Linked DNA regions of Mus musculus: region 1 is linked to region 2. A link is a contact called in public HiChIP or PLAC-seq data. All regions are on one chromosome and are shown on one strand. The core of a region is the stretch at or near the end of the contact, and the rest is flanking DNA. Distances in the headings are between cores, read along the strand shown. Region 1 holds the start of Lnpep (leucyl/cystinyl aminopeptidase). Region 2 holds the start of Zfp960 (zinc finger protein 960).

Evidence for each region. HiChIP or PLAC-seq counts read pairs in DNA pulled down with a chosen protein or histone mark.
Region 1: a contact with region 2 is called in an H3K4me3 HiChIP or PLAC-seq map of embryonic stem cells, with 11 read pairs. The contact joins the promoter of Lnpep here to the promoter of Zfp960 in region 2. A contact is called at or near these places in 3 of 115 datasets of contacts at active chromatin or transcription factors (embryonic stem cells, microglia and stem cell-derived neural progenitor cells).

Annotation. Positions count from the first base shown.
Region 1 is chr17:17,621,501-17,626,021 of GRCm38.p6, reverse strand. It overlaps Lnpep (leucyl/cystinyl aminopeptidase), which reads left to right and starts at 1,533. Exons shown (of 18, transcript NM_172827.3): 1 at 1,533-1,628. The coding sequence starts at 1,610.
Region 2 is chr17:17,061,555-17,065,938 of GRCm38.p6, reverse strand. It overlaps Zfp960 (zinc finger protein 960), which reads right to left and starts at 1,836. Exons shown (of 4, transcript NM_001005358.2): 1 at 1,733-1,836. The coding sequence starts at 1,762.

The DNA of each region.
Region 1 (4,521 bases), core at 284-2,783, 560 kb before region 2:
TCTGTAGGGGTGACATTTGAGTTAAGAAAATGACAGGAAGAAGTAAGCAAACAAAACACAAAGCTGTGGAACAATTTTGCAAGGAGGGTTTTGTTTTGTTTAAAAAAAAATAAGTAAAGGTACGGTTAACGATGCTGAATAAATCGCGCCAACTTCTAGGAGCCTTATGAAAGCTTCGGGGCCATTAAAGGGCGAGAATGTTAATGAGGTCCCAGAGTTAGGTAAGGAGTTTAGTGGTTACTCCAAGTACAGTTGGTTTTCACAGGGCGTTGTAAAACAGGAGTGGAACGTAGTGGATGTAATACAATCGACCTCTTAAAAACACTGCACTTCGGGTTTACTTCTTTGAACGTAGAATTTCCTTATCGATCGAACATCATCCCTTTCTCCTCTTTCGCCCAGGATATTTGTACAGGTTTAGATTTTGTTTGCACGGGTTGACAGCCTGGGAGGAGGAGTGTGTGACAGTTGGCTCGCGCAGTGAGGCCAAGGCCTAGCCAAGTCGCCGCAGGGGACGAAGCAGTGAGTGGGGAGGAAAGAGGAGCTGTGGCTGCGGTTGGGAGGGATGGGGGAGCCTCTTCGCGGGGTGTTGACTTCCGGCAGTTGGAGAAACAGGAGCTAGCAGGAGCTAACGCGGTCTCTACGTGTCTCGTAGGCTGCCGGGGACCGCCCCGATTTGGCACCGGAAACAATGGGGCCCGAGGCAAAGGCGCGAGTACTAGGGGAAGGGGGAACTTGGCTCCCTCCGGTCTAGCCCCGCGGAATCAGGCCGTGTACCCTGAAGGCTGGGAGCAGCCAACTGCTGGTGTCGAGTAAGGACAGGACTAGGCAGGCGGGCCTCTCTGCACACAACCTCTGCGCGCACGGTCCGTTCTCCTACACCCCGCTCCGGGTTTTGAGATCTGCTCGCAGTTCTAAGCCCAGCCCTAAGCAAAGGGCACCGATCGACTCCCGGGCCCCTCCCTTCCTCTGGCCTCCGGCTTTGCTGCAGCAGCAGCTGCTGCAGGGCGTTCTGCTAAAGGAGGGAAGTCGGGCCGACCACCGCCGCAGGGCTTGCTCCGGCGGTTAAGAAGAGCGCCGCCCCGGGCTAGCCCAGCGTAGAGGCCGACCCACCCTGGGCCTTGTCTTGCTTTCAGAACGCGAAGGGCGACAACCCCTCTGGCGACAGCATCACCGGCCGCATTTCCGGGCTCAGTACTGGGGTGGCCGCACCCGAAACACGGCCGGATGCAGTAGTAGGTGTACCAGTTGTCTGAACCGGGGTACTACAGCTCTGCGGCACAGACAGCGCGGCGGCTAGAAGTGAGCTCCGGGGGTGGGGCTCTAAGCCCCGCCCCAGCACTGCGCTCCTCCCCGCCGCCCCTGGGCGGAGTGGGCCTAGGGTTGAGCGATGCTTAGCGTCCACGCCTCAGTGGGTCTTTTGCAGCAGTTGCGAAAACCCGGAACGAAGGTGTTGTTGCCGTGCGGCGGAGCGGCGCCGCCCCTCGCCGCACCTCCCCGGCAGCCCTCGGAGGCCTTTGCTGGGCATGCTCAGTCGTCAGGACCGCTTCGGCTCTCGGAGTAGGAAGCTTGGGGCGCTGGGCTGGTAAGGACCCGCGGCGGGGCGAAGATGGAGTCCTTTACCAATGGTGAGTGGCTAGCCCGAGTCGCGGATTCCCGGGCTCTCAGGGTCCAGAGGGTCAGATGTGGCAAGGGGGTCAGGCTGCAGGCATCCCTGCCAAGGGTTTCCCAGGCGGGCCGGGGGGCGGCAGAGGGGCCAGGGTCGGCTGGGGCAGGCGTGAAGGTCAGCCCTCTCCCGGGGGCCAGCCCCGAACCTCCAGGTGAGGTAGTCGGCAAAGTTTGGGATGCTTGCGCGGTGGAGGGGGCGGCGGCAAAGTTGGCAACGGCGTTGGTCCTGGGGGAAGCGGCCGCGGCCAGGAGAAGCTGCGGCCCCGGCGAAAGCCTACTCGTGCGGGGAGCCTGGAGCTGTCCGCCCGTCCTTCACCGAGCTGTCCGCATGCCTTTCCGTAACAGGGCGGGGTGGGGCCGCGGCTGGCAGCGTGATTTAGTGCACTGCAGGGAAGGAAACTTACCGGGGGCTGGCTAGTACTGCTCGGTGTGGCGAAGATGCCGCCCCGCATTGCCACCCGTCTGCCTACCGCTGCTCCGCAGGTCGACCAAACTTCTTTTTACCAGCTAGTGATGTTTGATCTTCTAGTTAGAGATCCATTGAATATCAATGGCCCTTGTTGGGCTTATATCATAAGGTGGCATGGGTGTGTGTGTGTGAAAGTCAAAGCAGTCTGTGTCCAGAAAATAGCCACGGCCCTTTACTTCATGGCTTTTGTCTGGGCTTGTAGTGCTTGAGTCTCAATATAGAGGTGAGATGATGTCTCACCATTTTATGGTGTTTAAATATATGGATTCCACTTTAGGATGGAAAGTAGGAAAACTGCTAATAAAGGGTAGGGCTTAATGAGATTAGAGGATCCACTTTCTACTTGGCATGTGTTTCCAGTGTGGTTGGTTACTTCAGGTAGGTAGAAAGTCAGATTAATGGGAGAGAAGCATATTATTGTTGGGAGGGGGGTCGCATGCCACTTAAGGAACTGGGAAGGGGGAGGGGACACCCACTCTATCCACTCTAATGCCTAGGCTGGACTTTGTTGTGTTCTTTAACATTGTTTACCACATCGCTGGAGCTGTGACCTACTCATTATGTTCTCCTTTTCCCTAATTCGGGATGCTTTATTCTCCTGCCATCTTTCTGTCTGCAGTGTTTAATTAGGCTTAGTAATGACAGCTTTAACTCCAAATTTCTTTCTCATATGTGTTCTATTTGTAATTACCAAGTTTCTAAGAATAGTCTGGTAAACTTACTCAGAGAATTAAGGAAGATTTGAACTGAAAGGCACCATAGAGACCATCTAGGATTTGAGTGTAAAATGTGCTTAAAAGAGGTATAAAATTTTCCAAGACGTTTTCTTCCTTCTAGGCAGAATTATTGGAGCCTCCTTGTTTTAAATATGTAGGTAAGATTTTTAATTATGAAATCTTACCCAATTGAAAACAAGAATGAGTCATTTATTTAGTCAGGTTTTTCCCTGGTTGATTTGTTGAACTTCCCCCCTACATAATTAAAGTACATTTTCACACCATAAAGTTAAAATCTTTTCTCCTCCCATAGAATATCCTCCTTTAGATATATTTACAAACTGTCTCATTTGGGAAGACCATGGAGAAATCCTAGAGAAAAGAGGCAAAAGGTCAACTTTTCTAGTTCTTTTCTGTCTACCAGTTTTTCACAGTTGGTGTTGAAGGCTGATTGGCAATGTGTCATTTCAGTTAATGCTGTCCTCCTTTAAGAAGGAAAGCAGGAACTACATATAACTCTGATACTGCTAATTTAAGGTGCTTTGAAGACTTTAAGGCGGAATAGGTATTTAAAACTTTTAGAAGTTTGCTGTAGAATTTTCTCGTGTTCGAATACTATATAGTGTAAATTGTACTTATTTTTGTCATCTTACAATCTATGATTGAAGGATTTATCAAGCTTGTTTGTTTGTTTGTTTGTTTTTCAGGACAGGGTTTCTCTGTATAGCCCTGGCTGTCCTGGAACTCGCCTTTGTAGACCAGGCTGGCCTCAAACTCAGAAATCCACCTGCCTCCGCCTCCCGAGTGCTGGGAGTGCTGGGATTAGAGGCGTGCGCCAGCACGGGCCGGCCTGGATTTATTAAGCTTAATATTGGCTTTTGTAATTGATCCTCCTTTAGTAAATCTTTCTCATTTACATGCTCTTGAATGTCCCTGCATAAAGAGGTGTGTGTGTGTATAGATGTATAATAAAGTTTCAGTAGCTCTGAGCCCTTGGCTTTCTTAAAATACTGTCAGCAGTTCATTAACTGACTCACAAGTTCATAAAGTCGAGGAATTTAGTCTTGTCATTCCAACCTTCAGAACTCAGTGATTTCAGTAGCATTTTCTATGCTTTCACTATTTGCTGTGCAATGAGTTGCTATGGTGGCTCATTTTCTTGAGCCCTGTTCTCTGCCTGAAATAATAGGTTCATGTATTAATAAATATCTTGTGTTCATCAGTTCAGCTAATAACTGTTATAACCCATTTAAAATTAATGTTTCTAGAAAAGGCCTATAAAGATGGACTTTAGTGCCAGAAATTCCTATTTGGCTCAGGAAATAGTTTTTGCCTTGACCTTGAGAGGGACTGTTACCACACTGAAAGCTGGACATTTCGTCTGGCTCTAGCTCTCTGGTGACATTTTATGGGCAAAGGAATGTGTTGACTCGTACGTAAGATTGGTTTGACAGTAGCTGCCTTGTCCTATTAAGGCAGGTAGAGATGAAACTTTTAGGAGTAGTGGTGACCTATTTATTTATTAGCACCATAGAAAGTTCATGGAAACTATCTAGGTTTTCTAAGAAATACTACATTAAGACAGCTATTTATTTGATGTCCATCTGCCTTTATTCTCATTTGCTTGAGAACTCTCAGAATAGCTTTAATTTGGAATAAGAGATGCTA
Region 2 (4,384 bases), core at 587-3,086:
AGGATTAGGTATTCAAAGAAATTACATAGCAAAAGGCAAGTCTGGGCTATAGAAGAAATTCCTCTAAATAGAAACAAATAATCATAGCAGTTGAGAAAACGGATAAAATACTTAAATTCTCCAGAAACACTAAAGAGAAAAAAAAATCTAGATGTTCAGAGAAATTCTAAGAAAATGAAACTTAAAAAGTGTTATCAAGAGCCGGGCGTGGTGGCATACACCTTTAATCCCAGCACTTGGGAGGCAGAGGCAGGCGGATTTCTGAGTTCAAGGCCAGCCTGGTCTACAAAGTGAGTTCCAGGACAGCCAGAGCTACACAGAGAAACCCTGTCTCAAAAAACCAAAAAAAAAAAAAAAAAAAAAAAAAAAAAAAAAAAAAAAGTGTTATCAAGAATTGACTTCTTTAAAAGATAGATATTATTGAAAGTATGAATAGGTACAGTGTCTTTCAACAAGAGCAGGCCATTACCTTGTAGGCAAATACAGCAAACCAGTAGCCAACATCAAATTAAATGGAGAGAAACTTAAAGCAATCCTACTAAAATCAGGGACTAGACAAGGCGGCACACTTTCTCCATAACTATTGAAGTCCTAGCAAGAGCAATTCCACAACAAAGAAGATCAAGGGGATACAAATTGGAAATGAAAAAGTCAAAATATCATTATTTGCAGAGGATATGATAGTATCTATAAGTGATCCTAAAAATTCTACCAGAGAACTCCTAAACCTGATAAACAACTTCAGTGCAGTAGCTGGATATAAAATGAACTCAAATAAATCAGAGGCCTTTCTCTACAGAAATGATAAACAGGATGAGAAAGAAATAGGGAAACAACACCCTTCACAATAGTCACAATTAATATAAAATACATTGGTGTGACTCTAACTAAGGAAGTGAAAGATCTGTATAATAACTTCAAGTCTCTGAAGAAAGAAATCAAAGAAGATCTCAGGAGATGGAAACGTCTCCCATGCTCATGTATTGGCAGGATTAGTATAGTAAAAGTGACTATCTTGCTGAAAGCAATCTACAGATACACAGCAATCCCCACCAAAATTGGAACTCAATTCTTCACAGAATTAGAAAGGGCAATTTGTAAATAAATCTAGAATAACAAAAATCCTAGGATATCAAAAACTATCTCAACAACAAAAGAACCTTTGGTGGAATCATCATCCCGAAACTCAAGCTGTAGTACAGAGCAATTGTGATAAAAAACAAAAACAAAAACAAACAAACAACCCCCTTCATGTTACTGGTACAGTGACAGTCAGATCAATGAAGCTGAATTTAAGATCCAGAAATAAACTCACACATCTATGTCCACTTAATCTTTGACAAAGGAGCTCAAACCATCCAGGGGAAAGAGGACAGCATCTTCAACAAATGTTGCTGGCTCAATTGGCGGTTAGCATGTAGAAGAATGCGAATTGATCCATTCTTACCTCCTTGTACAGAGCTCAATGCTAAAGGCCAAGAGAACAACTTGTAGAATACACGAAAGAAACTTAGCCTGTCTGACTTTGGCATCCTGCTAAGGGTGTTTCTATACACAGGACCCTGCTCGAAAGGTTTTGTGAATATTCAGCCCAGATAGTTAAGTTATGCAAGAGCCACCGTTGGGTCCAGAAGCGGCTAAAACCACGAGGCAACTCGCAGGTGCCTGCATGTAGCTGCTGGTTCCGACCCAGCCTTCCGTAGGACCCAGCACACCCGATCCCGCTCCTCACCTCTGTGGGAAGTGACAATATCCTCATCATGTCGCACTTTCAGAACTTGCCTGAGTTTCCTTCACAGTACCCAGCAGCACACAGGACAAATCACTTAAGCCTGCTTAATTACAGGGAACCAGCGAAAAGAATTCCGGAAGAACCACCCTCCTCTTATGACTGGCAGATCCCACAGGGAACCAGGAAAATCCCTTCCGGAAAAACCACCCTCCTCTAAGACTGTCAGATCCTCCTTCATGCCGTGATTGGCTAGTAAATCCTGAGTGACAGGAGCAACTCTCTCAGGGTGAGAGGGTGCAAACGCAACTCGGAATAGTGGTTCAGTGCACAGGTTTCCAATCTAGACGCACACCTATTCTAGATCAGCAGAGATTTGTATTTTGGTAGCAATTGTCCCAGGTTTCCGATAGCGTACACCCCAGCTATTGCCGTCCCTTCTCTCCAGCTCACCTCTGATTGGCTGCCTGCTCCTCCCCATTGTGAGCTGTGACTTTGTTCTCCAGAGCCAGGACTCAAATTCTGACCTGTGAGTCCACTGCCCTCAGAAGGTGCTTCCTCTTATTGCTAGTGGAATGAAGCATATTACTAAAGTTGCAGTGGAGTGGATAATCTGTCTTACAAGTGGAAGGATGCCCAGTTTAACTGCTAGTTAAAGAGTGACTTTAAGAAACAACGTTTTGTATTGTGGCTTCTTACTGGGTTCTGGTAAATTGCACAAACTTTCCAGCTGGAGCTCTATTGTTATTCTATAATCTACTATTCTATTGTCTATTCCTCAGTAGGAAAGTGCCAAAAAATAAAATAAAATCTCAACCCAAAAACACAGGTGTACTAGGAAAATGCTCTAGGGTCTCTCTATGTATGTGGAAAGTAGATTTATTAGTATGGCTCCCAAGCTGATAGCCAACTCTTGCAACTATAACTCTATACCAATGGGAAGTTGAGCAATCCAGTGGTTGTTCAGTCCATGTGGCTGAATGTCTCAGCTGGTTTTCAGTATATATCATAATATGTATAGGAATAAAACGTAACAGCTGTAAGGAACCTAGAAACATGTAACGAATACATGTAATCATAAAAGTCGCCACAAAATCCATACGGGTGGTAAACCTTAAGCATTTAAAGAATGTGGGAGAGCTAGCACTACAGTATCCCTGACTGAAGACATAAGTATTTGTATGCCAGCCGGGCATGGTGGCGCACGCCTTTAATCCCAGTACACAAGAGGGAAAAGGCAGGCAGATTTCTGAGTTCGAGGCCACCCTCATCTACATCCAGAGTGAATTCTAGGACAGCCAGTGTTACACATAGAAACCCTGTCTCGAAAAATAAAATAAAATAAAATAAAAATAAAGAAGAAGAAGGAGAAGGAGAAGTAGAACACAAAGACGATGACAAAGAAGACAAAGAAGGGAAATATAAGACTTAAATAGTTTAAAAAAGAAGCATAAGACTTAAGATATAGGACTAGATGAAAAGGAACAGAGAGGTCCAACCATCCATTGAACCCCATTTAAATCATTCCAGGGCTTCCCAAATCCACCTTCCTCAAATCTACCTTCCTCAAATGAACATATGGAGAAATATAAAATTGATATGTTTCCCAAAACTTAGGAATCTCATAGCTTTCAAATGGTCTGAATATGTGAAGGCATACAAATCCAATTCCACTATTTGGTCAAGAAGCATATTTATGCAGTCCTTCATTAGGTTGCATAAAATATCTTTCACTTTGTACGTATAACTTTTGTAAAATTATCATATGTTTAAACTGGCCCATAATAGTTTCTTTCTGTTAGAATTATAGGGATGGAAATGGAGAGGAGCCTTGCCACGCACTCTGGTTGAGTCAGCTTGACAGGCCGAGAGGCCTAAAAGTCACGAGGCAAAGAGTTTCACGGAAACTCACCTCCTGGAATCTGGTGTTCTCTCTAAACCATACATTAATATTCCATTCCCGAGTTAGTCTGGTGTATGGATCCATGTGCTCTCTTTTAGTATTATCCTATTATAAGTGCCTTTTAGGATTGAATTCTCACATAGCCAAGCCTTCACCAGTGTTCCAACAGTCCTAGAAAGTCCTACAGCTGACCATGGGCTTGGAATTCAGTAAGAATGTTGCTTTCAGTGACATTCAGAATTGCCTCTGGCATTACACTATCACTTTGAATAAAAGCCAAGTCACTGCTCTACACAAGAATTTACCATCATCTAGGAAGAAGGAAGTTTGAGACCTAAAGAGAAACCAGAATAGACACTTAGAACTAGAGATAGCTGAGTTACACCCATACACACGTATTTACAATGGTCTACGGGAAAGGTGGACTATACAATAGACTAAAATAGGAACTATGGCAAGGGCACGAAGCCCTTGACCCTGGCTTCTAAGATTAAGTGAATCTTAGGTGCAGCTCTTTTTGATCCCAGTTGTTAACAATGAATTCTATCCCAGGTGGTTCCTGTTAGACCTTCTGTGTTTGTATTCCTGTTTTGTGTAAGAATCCAGTAACCTCTTTGTACCTTGCTGGTGTGTCACCCAACTTCCCTATTTTCTTCAGCATAAAAAGTTTGATGCTCGATTTGACAAATTACATTCAGATTCTACACAACCTCTCCTATGTGCATCTGTCTGTTTCCATCCAAGGCTTTGCC